Regions from separate parts of the Drosophila melanogaster genome. Here all the other regions are linked to region 1. Evidence: chromatin contacts called from public Hi-C data. All regions are on one chromosome and are shown on one strand. The core of a region is the stretch at or near the end of the contact, and the rest is flanking DNA. Distances in the headings are between cores, read along the strand shown. Region 1 holds the start of Hrs (Hepatocyte growth factor regulated tyrosine kinase substrate). Region 2 holds the start of COX7AL2 (Cytochrome c oxidase subunit 7A-like 2). Region 3 holds the start of aop (anterior open).

The links. A called contact is a pair of places that touch in the nucleus more often than the background predicts.
Region 2: a Hi-C map of the Kc167 cell line shows a contact between it and region 1, with 5 times the contacts expected there. A contact is called at or near these places in 2 of 107 Hi-C or Micro-C datasets (the Kc167 cell line and the ML-DmBG3-c2 cell line).
Region 3: a Hi-C map of the Kc167 cell line shows a contact between it and region 1, with 6 times the contacts expected there. A contact is called at or near these places in 2 of 107 Hi-C or Micro-C datasets (the Kc167 cell line and embryo) and 1 of 7 datasets of targeted methods (the Kc167 cell line).

What each region holds. Positions count from the first base shown.
Region 1 is chr2L:2,738,617-2,741,316 of dm6, forward strand. Hrs (Hepatocyte growth factor regulated tyrosine kinase substrate) reads left to right here and starts at 1,370. Exons shown (of 6, transcript NM_164496.1): 1 at 1,370-1,418; 2 at 1,524-1,595; 3 at 1,773-1,857; 4 at 1,904-2,168; 5 at 2,492-2,700. The coding sequence starts at 1,565. CG31689 reads left to right here. Exons shown (of 11, transcript NM_001273025.1): 8 at 67-167; 9 at 253-408; 10 at 473-681; 11 at 746-1,214. The coding sequence ends at 884.
Region 2 is chr2L:2,196,654-2,199,353 of dm6, forward strand. It overlaps COX7AL2 (Cytochrome c oxidase subunit 7A-like 2), which reads right to left and starts at 1,259. Exons shown (of 3, transcript NM_001272983.1): 1 at 656-1,259.
Region 3 is chr2L:2,177,478-2,180,177 of dm6, forward strand. aop (anterior open) reads right to left here and starts at 1,277. Exons shown (of 4, transcript NM_078731.3): 1 at 370-1,277.

The sequences.
Region 1 (2,700 bases), core at 120-2,619:
TAAGTCGGAATGGGGGAGTGCATACTATGTGCCTCTTTCTACAATATAATATGATGCGTGTTACAGATCCCGCCGAAATAGAGATCATCAGAAAGGAGACCTTCAACAACTGGTACAAATTGCGAACCTATTACCTTGCCACCATCATCACATCCACACCAGTCCATGTGAGTCTGCAATCCTGTGGATTCCTGAAAAAACCTATCCACACGTACATACTTATATTTTCTCACATATATTATATTTTTTCAGATCATCTTCTCGACGGTGTATATAACGATAGGATATCTGATGACCGATCAGCCCGTGGAAATGGATCGATTTGTTAAGTACCTACTAAGTGCGGTGGTGGTCACGATCTGTGCGGATGGTCTGGGCGTCTTTCTGGGCACCGTGCTGAATCCAGTGGTAAGTGCAGAGCTCTTTAACCAAATGCTAGAATCCTTTGTCACCACAAAAACTTAATTTGCAGAATGGAACTTTCGTTGGCGCCGTTTCGACGTCATGTATGCTAATGTTCTCCGGCTTCCTCATCCTGCTGAATCACATTCCGGCTGCCATGCGATTCATGGCCTATATATCGCCACTTCGCTACGCCCTCGAAAACATGGTGATCTCGCTGTACGGCAATCAGCGTGGCCAGTTGATCTGCCCGCCCACGGAGTTCTATTGCCACTTCAAGTGAGTGAAAGCATAAGCAAGCTGCAAATATTCAAAGTACTCATTTATTATCGTTTTCGATTAGGAACGCTGTGACTGTGCTGCGACAATTTGGTATGGAGGACGGCGACTTTGGTCACAACATTCTCATGATCCTCATCCAAATAGCGATATTCAAGGTTCTGTCCTACTTTACGCTGAAGCACAAGATCAAGACGAACTGATGGGGGGGGGGGGGGGGCTTTTAGTATTCGGCTTAATTTGAATCGAATGTGATTTTATGTTACTTATGTATGTATGTATATCGCTTAGTTGCAAGTAAACCCAATCTTTTATATACCGGCGTGTGATACTTTAACAAATGCAACGGACCATTGCAATATGCGAGTGCCAACTGTTGCGGCAACCTCTAAGCATAGCGAATCATAGTTTTTATACTGTTTATGTATGGATAACTAACCTTTATATATGTATGTACGTGTAGTTATTTGTCTAGTTAACCTAATTGTAAGCGAGACCTGTATGAACAAACAAAATAAACAAGAAGCTTAAGCAAATGAGTAGCGCATTTATTTTTATGGCACAAAATGCGATTCCAATCTGGGGCTTAATGTTAATATGTTAATATAAAAGTCATTTCAAATTTTTAAAAATCCGTTACGAAAATTCCAAACTTTACGTCAATCGTTACGTCAGTCATGTAGTGCTGCTCTTATTTGCGTTGCCCTTGCTTTTCGTCATCTGGCAGCACTGTAAGGGTATGTTAATTTCATTGATGTGGCAGCACTAGCGCATTGCAGAAAATTTCTTTGCTTGCAAAACAATAATAATAAGCTTTCCTTATTTTAAACGAATAACAATAGAAAACCAACGACGAGAAGCAGCATAAAAGAAAACAGAAAACATGTTTCGATCAAGTTTCGACAAAAACTTAGGTAAGAAGCACCAAAGTCAAGGAAATAAACCAATAAGAAAAAATGACTCATCGAAAAACAAAAAAAACAAGGAAGAAGAATTCAGAAGTAACAATAAAAAGGCGATTGAACTCCAAAACAATTGAAGATTTTGATAAACACACAAAGGTCTAACAATTACGCACTTTCCACTCGCAGAAAATGCCACCAGTCACTTGCGTCTGGAGCCCGACTGGCCATCAATTCTTCTGATTTGCGATGAAATCAACCAGAAAGATGTCACGTAAGTTTCGGCGATTCCAGATTTATTATTTTAATCAAAAAACCAGTCCCAAGAATGCCTTTGCCGCCATCAAGAAGAAGATGAACTCGCCCAACCCGCACTCCTCCTGCTATTCCCTCCTGGTCCTCGAGAGCATCGTCAAGAACTGCGGCGCACCCGTTCACGAGGAGGTGTTCACCAAGGAGAACTGCGAGATGTTCAGCAGTTTCCTCGAGTCGACGCCCCACGAGAACGTGCGCCAGAAGATGCTGGAGCTGGTGCAGACCTGGGCGTACGCCTTCCGCTCCTCGGACAAGTACCAGGCCATCAAGGTAGGATTGGCAGCTCCATCTAAAGGGATCTTTACCATGCGATTGATGCACTTTGAAAAAGATTGTGGGTTTCTCTATACTTTTGCATTGAATATAACACTTTGCATCAGCCCAGCGCACACTTAGTTCAAAATCCGGCCCTGCGCTTTGCCATTAATTTAATTAGTAGGAAACAACTGTTTGCTGCGTAGCAAAACCCAGTGAAATGTCATCAGTTGAATAGAAATGAGCTCGGAGGAGGAACTTAGCATTGAGGAGGAATCCCTTGTAGACTCACGCCACATAACTACAGCTAACTTTACTAACAATCCCATTCTCTGCAGGACACCATGACCATCCTGAAGGCGAAGGGGCACACTTTCCCCGAACTTCGGGAGGCAGATGCCATGTTCACGGCGGACACGGCGCCCAACTGGGCAGATGGCAGGGTATGCCATCGCTGTCGCGTGGAGTTCACCTTCACCAACCGGAAGCACCACTGCCGGAACTGCGGCCAGGTCTTCTGTGGCCAATGCACGGCCAAGCAGTGTCC
Region 2 (2,700 bases), core at 9-2,508, 540 kb before region 1:
CGCAGCGCACGCAGCAGTGGGAGCGCGAGCACTGAGCAAACATTGCGGCATATATTCATCCCTTTCGTGCCCGCACAACGTCCGCCAGCTACCAGCGCGAGCTCCTGCTGGCCCGTCACAAAATTCACAAAACCGCTACGAATATACGGCATTCACACTATTCACTCACTCGTACTCGTAGTCGTACTCGTATCCTCCGCCCGCCGCTTTTTCGGGGCGTGGCAGGTGCGAGTGAGTTTGGCGAGTGGATTGAATGGCATTCAGTGCGATAATGGTGGATACGTCGAGGTTCGCGCTCCTCTGGCGGCGAATTTTGTGTTGTAAAAAATGTTTGAACTGTTTTAAGTTTAAGTTTTAACGGTAACAGTAGAGCAGCAAGTGCAGCAGGTCGATCTATGCGCCGTAAGAGCGAGCGAGACGACCGTCGGGCAGTCAGCGAGCGAGCGAGAGCGATCTACTGCGGCGAGGTCGTCACCTTGGCATTGAAATATGCCTACGCACACAAGGAAACGAGTGAGCACATGTGTGCGTTGTTCATCGGAAAAGGGGGAAGGGGGTTACAGTTCGTTTACCTTTGCGCTCGCTCTGGCGTGGTGAATTGGGTTGTCATGTTGCTTGTGCGTGCGACAGAGAGGCAGTCAGAAATGCTAATTACCTGGCGGGAGCACATGATTGGGCAATCGGAGATGGCGCGCAGTGAGCGGGAAAATAGCTATCTCATAGCTTTTTTGATTATATTATTCTGCAAATCATATGTTGTGTAATATAGTCAAATAGTACTTTAAGTGCCAGTAATTTTTAAATAGATTTCGAATTTAGATTAAATTAAGTATATTTTTTTTATAATCAAATTTATCACTTCTGATGAGAACTGAACAAATTGCTGTTGTTTATAGTTTTGGTCTGCATGTTGGTTATCTCGGTGTTGCTGCTTCGGGTTTGTTTTGTCGTGATCACGATCACGAGTTGTTGTTCTTCTTCTTCTGCCTGGGGCTGTCAAATGTGTTTCAAAGTCAATGTCGTGCGAGTGCGAGCGAGACAGGCAGCCCCGACCCACCGCCCCCTTACCGGCTCTTTCTCGCGCACCACCCACCTTGTTTTTGCTTTTCAGATTTAGCAGTGGTGTGCTTGGTGTGTGTGTTCTCTTGGCTCGCGTTGTTGTTGCTTCTCCTGTTTGTTTCTGTGTTTGTTTTATCGTTCTTAGTGGTCGTTGTGGTTGTTGGTTGTTGTTGTAGTTGCTGTTCTGGCTGGCGCTCCCGTCATTATTTAGAACCTTTTCCGTGTGCGCATGAACAAAAACAAAAAAGAGGCGGCATAAAAAACGTAACACACCACAAACACACACAACAAACCAAATACGGGTGTGTGTACGAGCGAGCAGTATCATCATCAAGTGTCGTCGGCAGAATCGGAATCGGAACCAAAAACCCCTCGCAAAAAAAGGGAGCTTGCTGTTCGCCTATTCGAAAATTTCACTAAAAATTGTTTGCACTCTCTCGCCGGGCACGAAATGAAAGTATCCTTTTGGCAACGCCCCCCAGCGAGCCGTGCGGAATACCCAGACCTCCAAATGGGCCTTACAGTTCGGGGTGGCGTCTTTTTGGAAACCAATTGTCGTGCTGTCGCACCTGTTGGCCAGGTGGATTGTGTCAACTTTGCCTGTAAGCTGGAGAATATTGATTTGAGTTTTGGGTGTTTGACTCAAGGGGGAAAGAATCGCAAATTGGGGTTTGTTTCGAAATTTTTGGGATATAATTAGGGGACGTAGCACACTTATTGTAAGAAAAAGGACTTTCTTTTAAGTCAGATCATCCTTTGGGTTTTGAATAACCAACATATAACCGAATCCAGTAGTTAATCGTTTATTATTATATATGTATATTGTGCCCATATATTCCCATTTTGAGCTTTACGAATCCCCAAAACTTGAGCACACGTAGTCGAAGACCCTGCGTTCCCCTTGCGAAACCGCCGACGATACGGCGGTATAGCGTGACGTAACACACTCGGGCGAAACAACGGAAGGTGTGAGTAAGAGGGCAGATGGCGTCGGAAAGAGACGGCAGCTTATTTGACTGATACGGCGAAACAAACACGAGTACGCAATTGAAATGCCTGGCAATCGGATTTCCCCGCATACGCCCCACAGAAGTGAGCAAACCACCGCCCCACCTGCCACCTGCCGCCTGTGTGGCGATTTCTGATCGCCTGCTACGATAGTCAAGACTTCCCCATGTCGGCGTGTGTGCGCTGCGACTAAAAATGTGGAGGCCTCCGATTGGAGGACGGGACCTTGAGAAGGTCTCGACTTGTGCTACGTTCCGTAGTGGAGCCCCTTAAATAGTACCGCCGTCTCTATCTAACAGCACCCCGCCACCAACCATTTCCGTTCCGTTCTTCGGCGAGTGAGAGTTGTGGCATCTTCCCCATCTTTTGAGGAGGTGCTCCCCATTTGGGCGGCCGTCTCTGGTCCGCTCTGCTATGATTTCTGTTAGCCCGCCCTGCTAGTAGCCATCTTTTTCGATTTTTTGCCCCAACAAGGCAAAAACGAAAGCGCAGAAATCGGAAAACAGCGAATGCCCCGGATTTTTGTGGAAAGGCACTGGGAGAAAGAAATATGTAAAAGAGTTATGACTATAGAGCTCATCCACCATAATACAACAAGTTTTTGTATACATCTCTGGGATAATGAATCTATAA
Region 3 (2,700 bases), core at 27-2,526, 560 kb before region 1:
AGTCATATGCAGCAGATAACCAAAGCCAGATTAAGGTGGAGCAATTATTTATCAGCTGCTCAGACAAGACACTTTTCTGTTTCCATGACCATTGTGACGTAGTTATGGGAAATACATGTACCAAAAGATGGTGTTTTAACCAATTCGTAAAAAAAAGCAACGACGGCAATGGAGTGATACAGGGGTAATGTCTGTAAACACCGATTCTTGCACGATTACGAATATAAAAGAACTCCAGATATAAAAACCATTGTGCTTACATATTGAGAAAAAATGTTTTTATTTTTGACACTCTTTTCTGCTACTATTTTGACAATGGTTAATTTAACAGTTCACAACAAAAAGTATACAAATTATCAAAATTCTCACCTGTTTGCTCCACTGTGCACTGTGGTTACGTACTGTAAGGTGAGTGAGTGAATTTGTCTGTTTGCGTTGGGCTTCGGATTCGATTCTTGAGCTTTTTAGCGACAGAAGCAACGCGGAAGCGGATATGTCCAGATCCCAGAATGCTTTAGCTTTTGCTTCGCTTTCTTGTTTTATTTTTGTTTTTGGTTTTGTTTCTGTTAATTCGATGTTGTTCTTGTTGTTATCTGCTGATGACGAAGAGGGCGTCGCGCCAAGTTGCCATTGTTGTTTGTGTTGCTGTTTCCTTTTGGTGAGGGGCGCCGCGTGGGCGGTGGTTGTGTGCTTTTGGGGCTAATCCAGGCTCTCTGTTTTTGTTTTTGTTTTCGCTTCGTTCTGCGACAAATGCCAGCCGTAAAGCGGAGCAAATGAATAAGAAGAAGGCGAAGTCAAGCGTTTTTACTTCCGCCGCCGCCTCAGCAGCACGCACACACAGGCAGACGCGGGCACACAAACGCACACGCACACTGTAAGACACTCACGCGATGCACTTGCACTCTGGCGTTTTGTTCGTGTATTTGTTGTTGTACTTTGGCATTTCCTCTTTCGTCTTCCTTTTCACTTTTGCTTGCACTTCTTGTTGCGTTGCTTTGCTCTCGCTGATGTTGCTGTTGTTGTTGGCGTTGTTGCTGTCGCTCTTGTTTATTTTTTATTTCCGTTTCGCGCACACACACACCGGGCAATGTAAACACACACCGAGTTAAGAAGAACCGTTTATTTCCTCAACGCCGCGCACGAATTAAATTCTATTAATTGTGAATTAATCAATTTAAAACATATTAGTTTGCCATTTACAGCAGAATGTCTAGTTGCTTTCAGGAGCGACTCTTCTACACGTCCGCCCAGCACGGCAGTTTCTTTTTGACTGCCGATTCGATTCGAACAGGCGGCGAACATGAACAAGTCGGCGCATGCGGAGAGAGAATCGAAAGAGAAAGAGAAGCAAAGAGAGCGACATACAGCAAAAACAATTCAAAAAGAACTGGTGAAGAATACGAAAATAAGATAATTTTTTAAGGAAGTCGCGCTTTGATCCGTATCCGTTTTAGCGTCCAAGATTTATATCTTAAATCGGACCTATATTTTGAGGTACAGTGAAGCTTTGATGCGCCAGTCTTATATGAGTTAAAGTTTTAACGATTGAAAGACACCCCTGAGCTGCTCATTATATTTCAATATTTATAAACAATCTTATATCAGAGCTTGAGAGACTTGCATGCGCCACAAAATTCCAATTCCAATTCCGGAATAATTTCACAATAATCTCAATTAACATACGTATTTTATGTTCGTAATTTTTTAAAATTCCCAGATTCCCCACAATTGCCATAATAATCTCGATTATGTTATTATACTCTGAGAAGTAGGAGTGTGTGCAAAGACCACAAACAAATCATTAGGCGCGTAAACATTTACAGATCCACCATCCACTTCCTTGGCAACGAAAGAAGCAACAGCTCGCAGAGGTAATAATTTAAATAATTTAAAACCCACCAAAGTTTACTACGAAACAACTCAATAGGCAACCGCTGTCTGTGGGCGGCGTCGAATTCGCGTGGGGCGCTCGATTTAGTTGTTAATCAATAGAAGATAAAGTTTAAACAAACGATTCATGCTGATACCAGAAGCATGGGCGCCGAAATACCAAGGGATCGTTCTCTCACTAGATAACATACACACCTATTGTGACTGGAAACTTGAAATGATCGAGCATGCCATACCCATTAGCTGTCAATTGTGACTATTGGCGAGCTTTTTGCACATAAACCATAGATAAGACAATTCCGTGAACTCTAATCAGTGTGCGATAATGCTCTCAAGCATTTGAAATAATTATGAATACGACCCCCTGGCCGAAAATGAAATAAGCGCCACGCGCCTGGGAAAAGCGCTCTATTGTAATACAAAATGTTTGGAGGTGCTAGCTGATAGGTGTTTTCGATCCCATAAATCTTGGATCTTCATGGAAACCAGTTGGCAATCTTTAATTATAAATTGTTGGAACATTTCCGCTCGGCTGCGACGGAAAATCTCTTTGGAAAGGGGGCGGGGCTGGGGTTCCTCGTCAGGTTGCTTGGACGGTCGGTTGGTCGGTCGGTCGGTGGGCCTGAAGATGCGCTCAGTTGCACTGCATCCGCTTTGGGGTCTCCAGTCGCCTCAGTTGGCTAACCAGTTTCTCCCCGAGCAACGAGCAACGTTTACGTTGACATTTCAAGTCAAATGCCCATAAACGGCGACCAGCCGGACGACCCCGCCCACGCCCTGCACGCCCCTGCTCAGTTCCGTGGGTATGCA